Linked DNA regions of Sus scrofa: region 1 is linked to region 2. The links are chromatin contacts, called in public Hi-C maps. All regions are on one chromosome and are shown on one strand. Each heading gives the region's core, a stretch centred on a gene start, on an enhancer-like site or on the middle of the called end of the contact. The rest is flanking DNA. Distances are from core to core; before and after follow the strand shown.

The links. A called contact is a pair of places that touch in the nucleus more often than the background predicts.
Region 1: a Hi-C map of skeletal muscle shows a contact between it and region 2, with 5 times the contacts expected there. The contact joins two enhancer-like sites. A contact is called at or near these places in 1 of 47 Hi-C or Micro-C datasets (skeletal muscle) and 1 of 2 datasets of contacts at active chromatin or transcription factors (skeletal muscle).

What each region holds. Positions count from the first base shown.
Region 1 is chr1:43,598,225-43,603,040 of Sscrofa11.1, forward strand. No RefSeq gene overlaps it. Among named protein-coding and RNA genes, the nearest start is that of PLN, 140 kb to the left of the region's middle. Within about 2 kb of position 2,982, at least 43 of the 83 cell types and tissues checked have an H3K27ac peak or open chromatin away from gene starts, as enhancers often do. A contact at or near this core is called in skeletal muscle, where this site is marked.
Region 2 is chr1:43,372,298-43,377,348 of Sscrofa11.1, forward strand. It overlaps LOC110260246 (a long non-coding RNA gene), which reads left to right. Exons shown (of 2, transcript XR_002343179.1): 2 at 4,887-5,051. Among named protein-coding and RNA genes, the nearest start is that of CEP85L, 18 kb to the right of the region's middle. Within about 2 kb of position 3,659, at least 13 of the 83 cell types and tissues checked have an H3K27ac peak or open chromatin away from gene starts, as enhancers often do. A contact at or near this core is called in skeletal muscle, where this site is marked.

The DNA.
Region 1 (4,816 bases), core at 1,732-4,231, 230 kb after region 2:
CCATTCTCTCCCAATTTTAAACACTGCAGTGAAATACCTTTAATGTGATTTGACACAAATGTGCCGTCTGAGCGGCCCAGTTAGCTCAGAGGTGTTCTCCCCTGCCTGATTTTTCTCCTGAAAGGATGACTAAAGTACAGTGAAGATTTGAGGTGCTTAAACACAAGGTGTTAAAATAGAGAGCAGTCAGCACAAATCATCTTTGGGATTCCTCCTGGAAAAAGACCATGGGGGCACAGATGAGATGGCAAAGAGAGTGAGCTAGACAGGCCGGCCTGCCGACATCACCCAGAACCATCAGTCAAATGTCTTAAGCTGAAAACACTCGACAGAGCTCCTACCTATATTGGCTGAGAAGGATGACTGTCCTCTTGCTTAATTTCATCCACCTTCCAGCCCCATAAACTGGCCTTGCTCATCCTGCTTTGACTTGCTTTCTTTATGGCTCATGAGTTACCTCCTTGTCCTGATGCTCCAGAGGACACTTAAACAGCTGAGAGCAGCTAAGGCATCCCTGTCCACCAGAACTGTCTGGCCCGGGAGGAGGATGACATTTCCTGGGCACAGTGCTGTCCTTGTCCCGTCATGGTCTCTCCTGTCTTCATTAGTGATGACAAAAGGGTCTTTTGTGACTGGAAAGCATACAGGATGCGTGCACGTGCACACACACACACACACACAAATGTGAAAGAAACACTAGAACATGTTTCCCAACAAGCACCTGGAGCGATACAACCAGTCCTTTTATTCAAAAGGTCAGTAATTGAAAGCAAAATGTTGTCACTGGCCTCCGCTGTGTCTGAAGTCATCTTCAAAGATGGTATTGACTTTCTTCTATGAGCCAGGCATCACCCCCTCCTTCCGCCCGCCCTGCCTCCGTGAGATCTAAAATAATCTTTTGGTCTGAAGAATCAGGGTACTAACAAGAGGTCAGAAGGCGGTAAGAAAAGGATGTGGAATTTGATCCTCTTCCGGAAATTGCAGTTTGTCCCCAGGTGTACCGTTCCTTTCCTGGTCAAAGGCAGCTACAGGTGCAGGGGTGCCTTCCCAGACATGGGAATAAACCTCTGGGAGGATGCAGGCCTCTCTCCTTTGGAGACTTTGCTCCTTTTAGTCACTCAGGTAACAGATTGGAATTAACATCTGCATCTTCCTTCACACTCTGTTCAACAGCCAGTCCTATCCCGCTCTCCTTTACTTCCTATGTTTCCGCCTATGTAGAAAATTCCTTTTAACTGTGTTCTATCTGCTCTTGCATCAACAGTTTCCTCAATCGTATATACACCCAGCAGGCAGTTTGAAAACTTTCTGCTGACTTCCCCCATGTGTGTACTCAGAGGGAATTCCCATTTGCCTTTTCAATACCCAATTTTTCCTTCCTTGAAAATATAAAAAATATAAAAAAAGGAGACTATGCAGCATGATTAAACTGGGGTTCAGGCTCCAGTGAATGCTGGAGCCTGAAGTGCTTGGCCTGGAGTTTGAGTCTTAGTTCTACTTCTTATCTGAATAACCAAGTACGTCATGTAAGTTCTGAGGGGCCCAGGTTCTTCATCAAAAGATCTCAGTAATGGGGGTTCCTATCATGGCTCAGCGGAAACGAATCTGACTAGCAGCCATGAGGACGCAGGTTCGATCCTGGCCTCATTCAATGGGTTAAGGATCCAGCGTTGCCGTGAGCTGTGATGTAGGTCACAGATGAGGTTTGGATCTGTTGCTGTGGCTGTGGTGTAGGCCGGCAGCTACCGCTCCGATTTGACCCCTAGCCTGGGAATCTCCATATGCTGTGGGTGCGGCCCTAAAAAAAAAAAAAAAAAAAAAAAAAAAGACAATAAATAAATAAATAAATACATAAAAGATCTCAATAATAGTACTCAACCTCTAGGCTCAACTGGACGTGTCCACAAAAGAAGGCCATTGGGAGTGTGAAGGGAGATGACACAGGGGCAACCATCTGGCCGGAGGGCAGTATTTTTTTAGTAAGTCCTAAGAGGAAAATACATTTCAAAATCCATCTCTAGAGCTCCATATGATTCTCAGACAATCTTTAATGAACTCCTAGAGCAGGAAAGGACCTGAACTCATCTAGTGTCACACCATCATCCATAAGAAAGAACTCGGGGCTCCTTCCTGGGAGGTGAGCTGATTGATCATCAGATCGTTCCCCCAGAGTCTGGACCTGTGCCCTGGGTTCCTGAGACCTTTGTCCACAGGCTGCATCCCCTGCTGCTTCTCCCCTAACCAGCAAGGTCTTCTCTGCCAGACGGACTTATTTTTCTTTGAGTTGAGTACTTAACTCTCTCAGTTCCTTTTAAGCTTTCTTAAGTTTTCGAAGGTGCCAACCTTTTTTCTTTCTAAACTTTCTGAAAGATACTAAAAAGAGAAACAACTCAGTTTAATGAGAGCTACACAGTGGTTTAACATCATTTCACACACCACAATGAGCAGAGCTTTAATAGATGATCCTTTACATGGTTTGTTTAAAAACACTTATCCAGTCTTATCAAAATTTGATAACATTTGCAGATGCTCTGAAATAGCTTAAGTGAAAGCATTTCTTTGTGACGGTCAGGTTAAGGCTGAACAGAAACGCTCACATTTTCAAGCCAGTCTTAAGTGAGCAAAGAATAGTTAGCATTTCCCTGTGATCTGATCTGGGGGAGACCTGCAGGACACAGACTTGTGATCCACGGATGCGTTTCTACTCAAATGACATGAATTTCAGAGTGGAAGGATCACTCATTCTCTATCGAAGTTTCCTTAGATTTGGGGGCGGGGGGGCGATGGTAACCCCTTAAGAAGAGCACAGTGGCCCCTAGAACTTGAAAGCTTGCTAGCCGGCTCCTGTCCTCTCGCAGGGAGACACAGTACTGAGGGTTGGGGGCAGGGGCTGTTCTTTCCCTGCCGCCTCCACAGCAGCTGGCCCTGGTCTCAGGAACCGGAGAGAAGCCTCTGAAGGGCACCCTTTCAAGCCAATGTCAGCTCCTGGCGCCTGTCCCTACCTCCTCTGCCGCCAGGAGATTAACTGCAGCTCAGCAGAGCCCAGCAGAGCCCAACAGACCCCGAGGCACGGACGGACGCGTGTGTCTTTTCTCATCCTGCCTCTGTTTGTTCCCTCTTCCTTTAGGAGGTAGCATAGCAACCCGCGCAGCAGACCTTCCGCGGGCCGCGCCCACGATTCTCTCTCCCTCTGGCTCTTGACGGTCACCCTCCCTACATGGACGGACTCCATGGGTCTCAGGATGAGCTCCGCCCTCCCTGCCCCGGCGCATTTCTTTGCCTAAAATGCCCTTGTGTGTCTGTAAAACCCAAAGGCAACCCTTAAGACAGCGCAAACACTGTCTCTGGCCTCTCTGGGTGTGTAGTTAGTTATGTCAGCTTCTGTGTTTTCATTAGCACCGTGATCGCAAGTTCTCCCAGCATTCCTAGTATCGTTGATTTTTGTTGTTATTTTTTGTCACCTTCTCTGGATTTAGGCACCTAGAACAAGCACCATAATTTTTTTTTTCCCTTTCCTTTCATTTCCTTTTCTTTTTTTTTTTTCTTTCTTTCTTTCTTTTCTTTCTTTTTTTTTTTTTTTTTTTTTTTGCTGTGCATGTGGCATGCAGAAGCTCTGGGGCAAGGGATGGAATCTGTGCCACAGCTTTGACAACGTGGGATCCTTAACTGCTCTGCCAGGAGGGAACTCCCATAATCATTTTTATACCCCCCTAGAAGCTGTAATAGTGCCTGGTGCCTAATAAGTAGATACTGGGTGAATCAATAAAATGTCATAGTTACGGACACTCTAGTGAGAAATGCTTTGTTATAGCTTTTTTGGGTGACAACCAGCTGTCATTAAGCTCTTTACTTCAAAGTTAAAGAGAAAATATCCAGCGCAGTATTTTCTGTAAATGCCACATTCCTAGGTCTAATTGTGCTTATTAATAATTACTCATGGAGTTCCTGTCATCACTCAGTGGTTAACAAATCTGACTAGCATCCATGAGGACGCGGGTTCCATCCCTGGCCTCACTCAGTGGGTTAAGGATCTGGTGTTGCCGTGAGCTGTGGTGTAGGTCGCAGACGGCTCAAATCCTGTGTTGCTGTGGCTGTGGTGAAGGCTGGCGGCTACAGCTCTGATTTGACCCCTAACCTGGGAACCTCCATGTGCGGCAAATGAGGCCCTAAAAAGCAAAATAAAAATTACTCTTGAATGTTTTCTAGAATACTTTAATGGAACGAATTTTGTCCCTCAGTTGTCTCTGGTGTTCCTCATTTTAGTTAGTGGCAACTGCATTCTTTCAGTTATTGAAGCCAAATATTCTGGAGTTTATCCCTGACTCATTCCTTTCTCCTACATTCACATTCATGCATTTAGCTAATCCTGTTGGCTCTTCCTTCCAAATATCATTCATTCCACTCCTCCATGGTACAAGCCACCATGCTTGCCTACCCTCATTGCAACAGCCTCCTAATGGTTTTCCTGCTTCCACCCCTCCCTCATGGTCTGTTTTCACAGGGCAATGTGAGTGGTCCTTTAAAATTGCATCATAGCCCTTCTCTGCTGGAAACTCTCCAATGGCCCTTTTGTTCCCTGCTTTTCCCCTCCCCCCACCCTCCCACCTGAACAGTGCACTGCATATAATAGGTAATATTTGCTGAACAAATAAATTAATATTCAAGCCTTACTATAAAAACAGATATCAAGAAACTGCAACTTACTATTGTTTGATCACCTAATAAGGTATAAAATAATGAAGTTAATTACATTTTGGATGTAATCAAGTTTTCAGTATCACCAAAATGTTCCAGAAATATCTGGGTGCCAAAGACA
Region 2 (5,051 bases), core at 2,409-4,908:
CTGTGCTTCTGCTGGAGGTCCATAATATTTCCACATTGCCTCCCCTTTCTTCATTCTTATACTGAACCCCAATTACACCTACAGTAACCAAGTCTTTATGATATAGAAGTGCCTAAAACACACAGGCTTCTTAAAAATATTTGAAGTACCTTATTCATCTTTTATTATCAGTGGCACTTAGAATCATGTATGTACATAGTAGGCACTCACCAAATATTTAAAAATTCACTTGAGATTGTTCCCTGCTGGCTCAGTAGATTAAGGGTTCAGCATTGTCACTACTGTGGCTTGGGTCACTGCTGTGCCTTGAGTTCCTTCCCTGGCTAGGGAAATTTCACATGCTACGGGTATGGAAAAAAAAATTCACTTCAAAAAGTAATAGAATTAAATATCGATTTCTTTTTTTTTTTTTTTTTTGTCTTTTTGCTATTTCTTTGGGCTGCTCCCGCGGCATATGGAGGTTCCCAGGCTAGGGGTCTAATCGGAGCTGTAGCCACCGGCCTATGCCAGAGCCACAGCAACGCAGGATCCGAGCCGTGTCTGCAACCTACACCACAGCTCACGGCAACGCCGGATCGTTAACTCACTGAGCAAGGGCAGGGACCGAACCCGCAACCTCATGGTTCCTAGTCGGATTCGTTAACCACTGCACCACGACGGAAACTCCTCGATTTCTTAGTAAATAAAAAACTTCTCAATTTCAAGCAGCTTTAAGATAGTTTTTCATCCCTACATTTATTTTGATGATGGATTTGAAATGATACAAATGGATATCAGTGCTTTTTAAGCAATATCTTCTTCGAGATGGTTTAAAGAAATACCATAATCCCAGTAAGATTTAACCACAAAAGAGTTGATGGATCAATGGTGTAATTATACTTTTATCTCCATTGTACTAATTGCAATGAGTATTTTTATTATTAACAATAGTTTCTTTCATTATATTCTTGATTTTATCCCAAAAGGGATTTAAGGTGGCTACATAAACACATACAATATAATAATACCTAATACAATATCAATAATAAATTAGAAGGAAAATAAAGAGAAAACGAGTATAGGAAAAAAAGATGAAACCAGGAAAGAGGTTAGTGAACAAAATGTATGCTGCAAGATCACCTACATGTACTTCCTTGTAGAAGGCTATATATTTGGCTCTGACTTTTGCAAGCAATACCACAAAGGCTCACAACCAGTTATAGAACTAGTGTCCAAAGAGTCAAACAAATAAATTGCTTGGAATAAATATAATTTCTCCAGCTACTTAAACCAGGAAGAAATTTTTCTAAAAGACTGTCACAAAGATTTCACTGTAAATTATAATGACCACCATCCTTACAATCAACACAGCACAGTTTCATAGAAATCATTTCTCAATAGAGGTTGGGAACACACAGTTCTTTACACAAAAGTTCAGTAAACGAATTTTAAGTTGTGTAGTCTTTTTAGTGCTAACAATGGTCATAATGAGGAGAACATTTCTATGGTCAACTTAAAATGCCTAGATGCTTCTAATGCAGCTCAACAGCCTTGAAGATATTTTCAGATCAGTTGGGCATATTGTTGGATAAAATGCACCAAAAAAGTCAAAGAGCAAGAAGTCTATGTATTCGTCAGATTTCCACAATAGTGCTGCATAACAACCAACCACTAATTGGGGGGGGGGCTTAAAAGAGCAAATTCTTGTTTTCTTGCTCAAAGTTTGGTCAGCTCCACATCTCCTCGTTCTCGAATCAGTGGCTAGCTAGTAGATTGCAGAAGCAAAGTTTCTGTAGATTTACAAAGCTAAAGACAGGCATGTTTAAAGCTTCTGCTTACATCACATCTGCTAACTTCAACTGGCCAAAGCAAGTCACATGGCCAAGCCCAATATGAAGTGGGTGGGGAAACATGCTCTGCCTACTCTGGAAGGAGGTACAGCAGAGCCACTTGACAGCTTACAAAGCTGTATAATTCTACATCAGGGAAGGAGTGAAGAATTGGGAATAATCCAATAATCACACCCATAATTCCGTTTGCTACACTCCTTCTCATTTCACTTCCCATTCAGACTTTTAAGGATCATACAATGTTGGATTAGCAAGAAAACTTAAAGGTTGTCTAATATGACCTTTTTATTTTATAGATGAGTTGTCTGGGGTCCAGAGAGATCACAGGACTTGCCTGTAGGTCAGTTCAAAGCTCTGCTACATTACACTGTATGTTGTATTGCTGACTCTCCTCTCTCTACTCTGCTTCCAAATCCCAGCTCTACGTGGAATTATATGACTTTAGTTCATGAGATAGATCTAGGATTAAGAACAAAAACTTCCATCTCCAGAAGTAAAAGCCTAGATGGGCTGCAGATATAAAGAATTTTAATAGTACACTGAAGGGAGACCTTAAATTCTAGTTCTGACTTAAAAAAAAAATTGATTTTCCCGTCGAGTTTTCTAATAAAAATATTTACAGATTCTGAGTTGTTATTTAAAAATAGGTAACGTTTCCAGACGGAAATGCTTAGTTTCTTTCCCAGTTGCTTTCCATTGTCTCCATGTTTCATCTCACAAAGGATCAAATGTAAGGAAGGGCGAGGGGGTGTGTAGGTGGACTGAATGGAAGATTGCCAGAGATGGAGAAAAGATAGAAAACAGGGCCTGTTCAAGCTGACTTTTGTTTTTTAAGTTTCCTTACTGCCCTCCCTCAGGTAAATCACCAGCGGCTAAGTGCTTGGCTTACTCCTCAAAAGCAGATCTGAGCTAGTAAGCAGACTGAAACGCAAGGGAGTCGGGTTTGTTTTGAGAGAAGGGAACAGCTGTTTCTCCGGAGTTCTCAGCAGACACGGAGCCGATCCATTACCTCAGGGTTCCTAGATGGTGTTGCTTAAGGCCCTTTCTGTGTTCTGCTTACTGTTCCAATTCTGTAGGTCACTTTGACCGGATATTACTTTCTTTAAGAGACGCTTAATAGTTACGATAGTATTTGTTATTAATTCCTGTCCAAGTTTGACAGTTTCTTTAACATTTCGTGGTTGTACTTCTAGTTTGTTTACTTTGGTGAATGGACTCCTCTGGCAAGAAACTTGACCCCTGTAGATGATATTATCTTGGAGGAATGTAGGGCTAGGCTAGAGGGTAGTTTTTCTGAGAACCAGTGATCTGACCACACATAAGAAACAAAGCCAGATAAGAAGCTGCCATTCAGCATGGAAAACAGAGTAATAATTTAGCTATATAACATAGAAACACAGGAGAAGATACAAAATATGTTTTTAAATAATTATTTCCTACCTAATATTGTTCTGTTCCTTTTATTTTACCCTCAAACAGATGGTCAGCTTTTCAAATATGATCCCATTTTTTTAACATGAAAGAATTTCACAGAACCCCACATAATTGTAGTTTTAGTAGTATTTGATTGAGACAATACGTTAGGACAAAGCACATGGTTATGAATTCAATAATACTTTTAATTAAAATCATACCTTACTGCATAAAACAGCATATACATTCATTTGAAGAACAGGCATACATATCAATACAAGCCACCTTATTCAGAGTACAGATAAGGATATTTCAGGACACTGTGAGTCTCCTTGCAATAACTATAAAGATCAGCAGATGTCCACGGCTCATAGTTTGGCATCTAAACATTGTCCTCCATTTTTATGCCTGTCAGTTTTGGAAGCTGTTCTACTTAATGACATCATTGGTCTCCCGTCCACATAGGCGCTGCAGATTCGTACTAGGTGGATTAATCAGGATATAAAAGGAACTGAGCTTTGTCTTTCTGAAAGAAGACTAGAATTTGGGGCTTTAAAAAAAAAAAATCTACTAATAGGTTTCCTTGAGAAAAATCAATATATTTGAGACAGTTTTACCTTTTGCAAAATTAAGCATGGGGGCTGGGGAGATATTTGCTCTGCCCATCTCAGCAGACTACTGTGAGGTTCAAATTAGGTTAAGTAGCATAAGTAGATTATATATTAGATTATTATATATAATTAAATTTTATAGAAACTAATTATATATTTATATATCATTATCTATAATTAGATTATATATTAGATTATTATATAAACAATAAATGGTAGCTGGCTGGTCAGTATTTTAGTAGAACCTTCCCATTTAGAGCCTTCTTCTTAGCTGTGCTAGTACTGGGAATGTATAGTGTACCCACTCACATCGGCCCGTGTAACTGTCATGCTCTCCAAACTCACAGTGGCTCGTGGACAGAAAGTAGAAGGTCTGCATGGTGGACTGGGCAGGGGGTGGTGACGTGGTTTTAAGATTTAGTGAATCCTTTAATGTCTCTGGGCCTCAGTTCCTTAGGAATAGAGAAATGGACCAAAATCTACGAGATAGTCACTTTTTGCAACGGGACTCTTTTTACCCCCTGAATGAAACCCAATCGCAAATCTCCACTGCATAAACCAGACACAAAGCAACACACAATTTTCACATGAAATTTAAAACTTTCACTGTTTGCAAATGAGGCCCTACGAGTACAGCTTGAAAACCACTGACTTAGTTCACATTTAAGATTCAGCTCTAAACGAAAATGTCCACTTTAATAATTTAAAGTGAAGAGATGTTCCTTTCCAAAGAATTGCTAGTGGTCATCTCTATGGGGCATCTTGCCCTGATGGTCATGTCCACTCAGGAAATCAAACTTTAGATCAGAACTCTGACCATAAAATAAATCGAAGCAAGTTCTCTATTCTTAAGGAATAGTTCCATAAGCAATGGTGACCCAGTTTAATGACCCTCTTCATGCTAATAATTTTTTTCTCTGAAGAATTGGGCAGGGAAATCTGGAATCTTAGCATCAGTTCCCCTAGACCACTACTGGAAAAAATGCTCACCATAATCTTACCCTTTAACTTGCCTTTTTATGTTTCTGTGTAGACTCCATACTCCTACTGTTATAAATGTCCTAACATTCAGAATATGCACCATGGACTCCAGGATGAGAACTTTTCAAGGCATTGTATGTATCTTTGGACACTCTTTACAGAATCCTGGCCAGGCAGTCATCTTGGTTCTGCTGGTCCACTTCCTATGTTGGAGGTT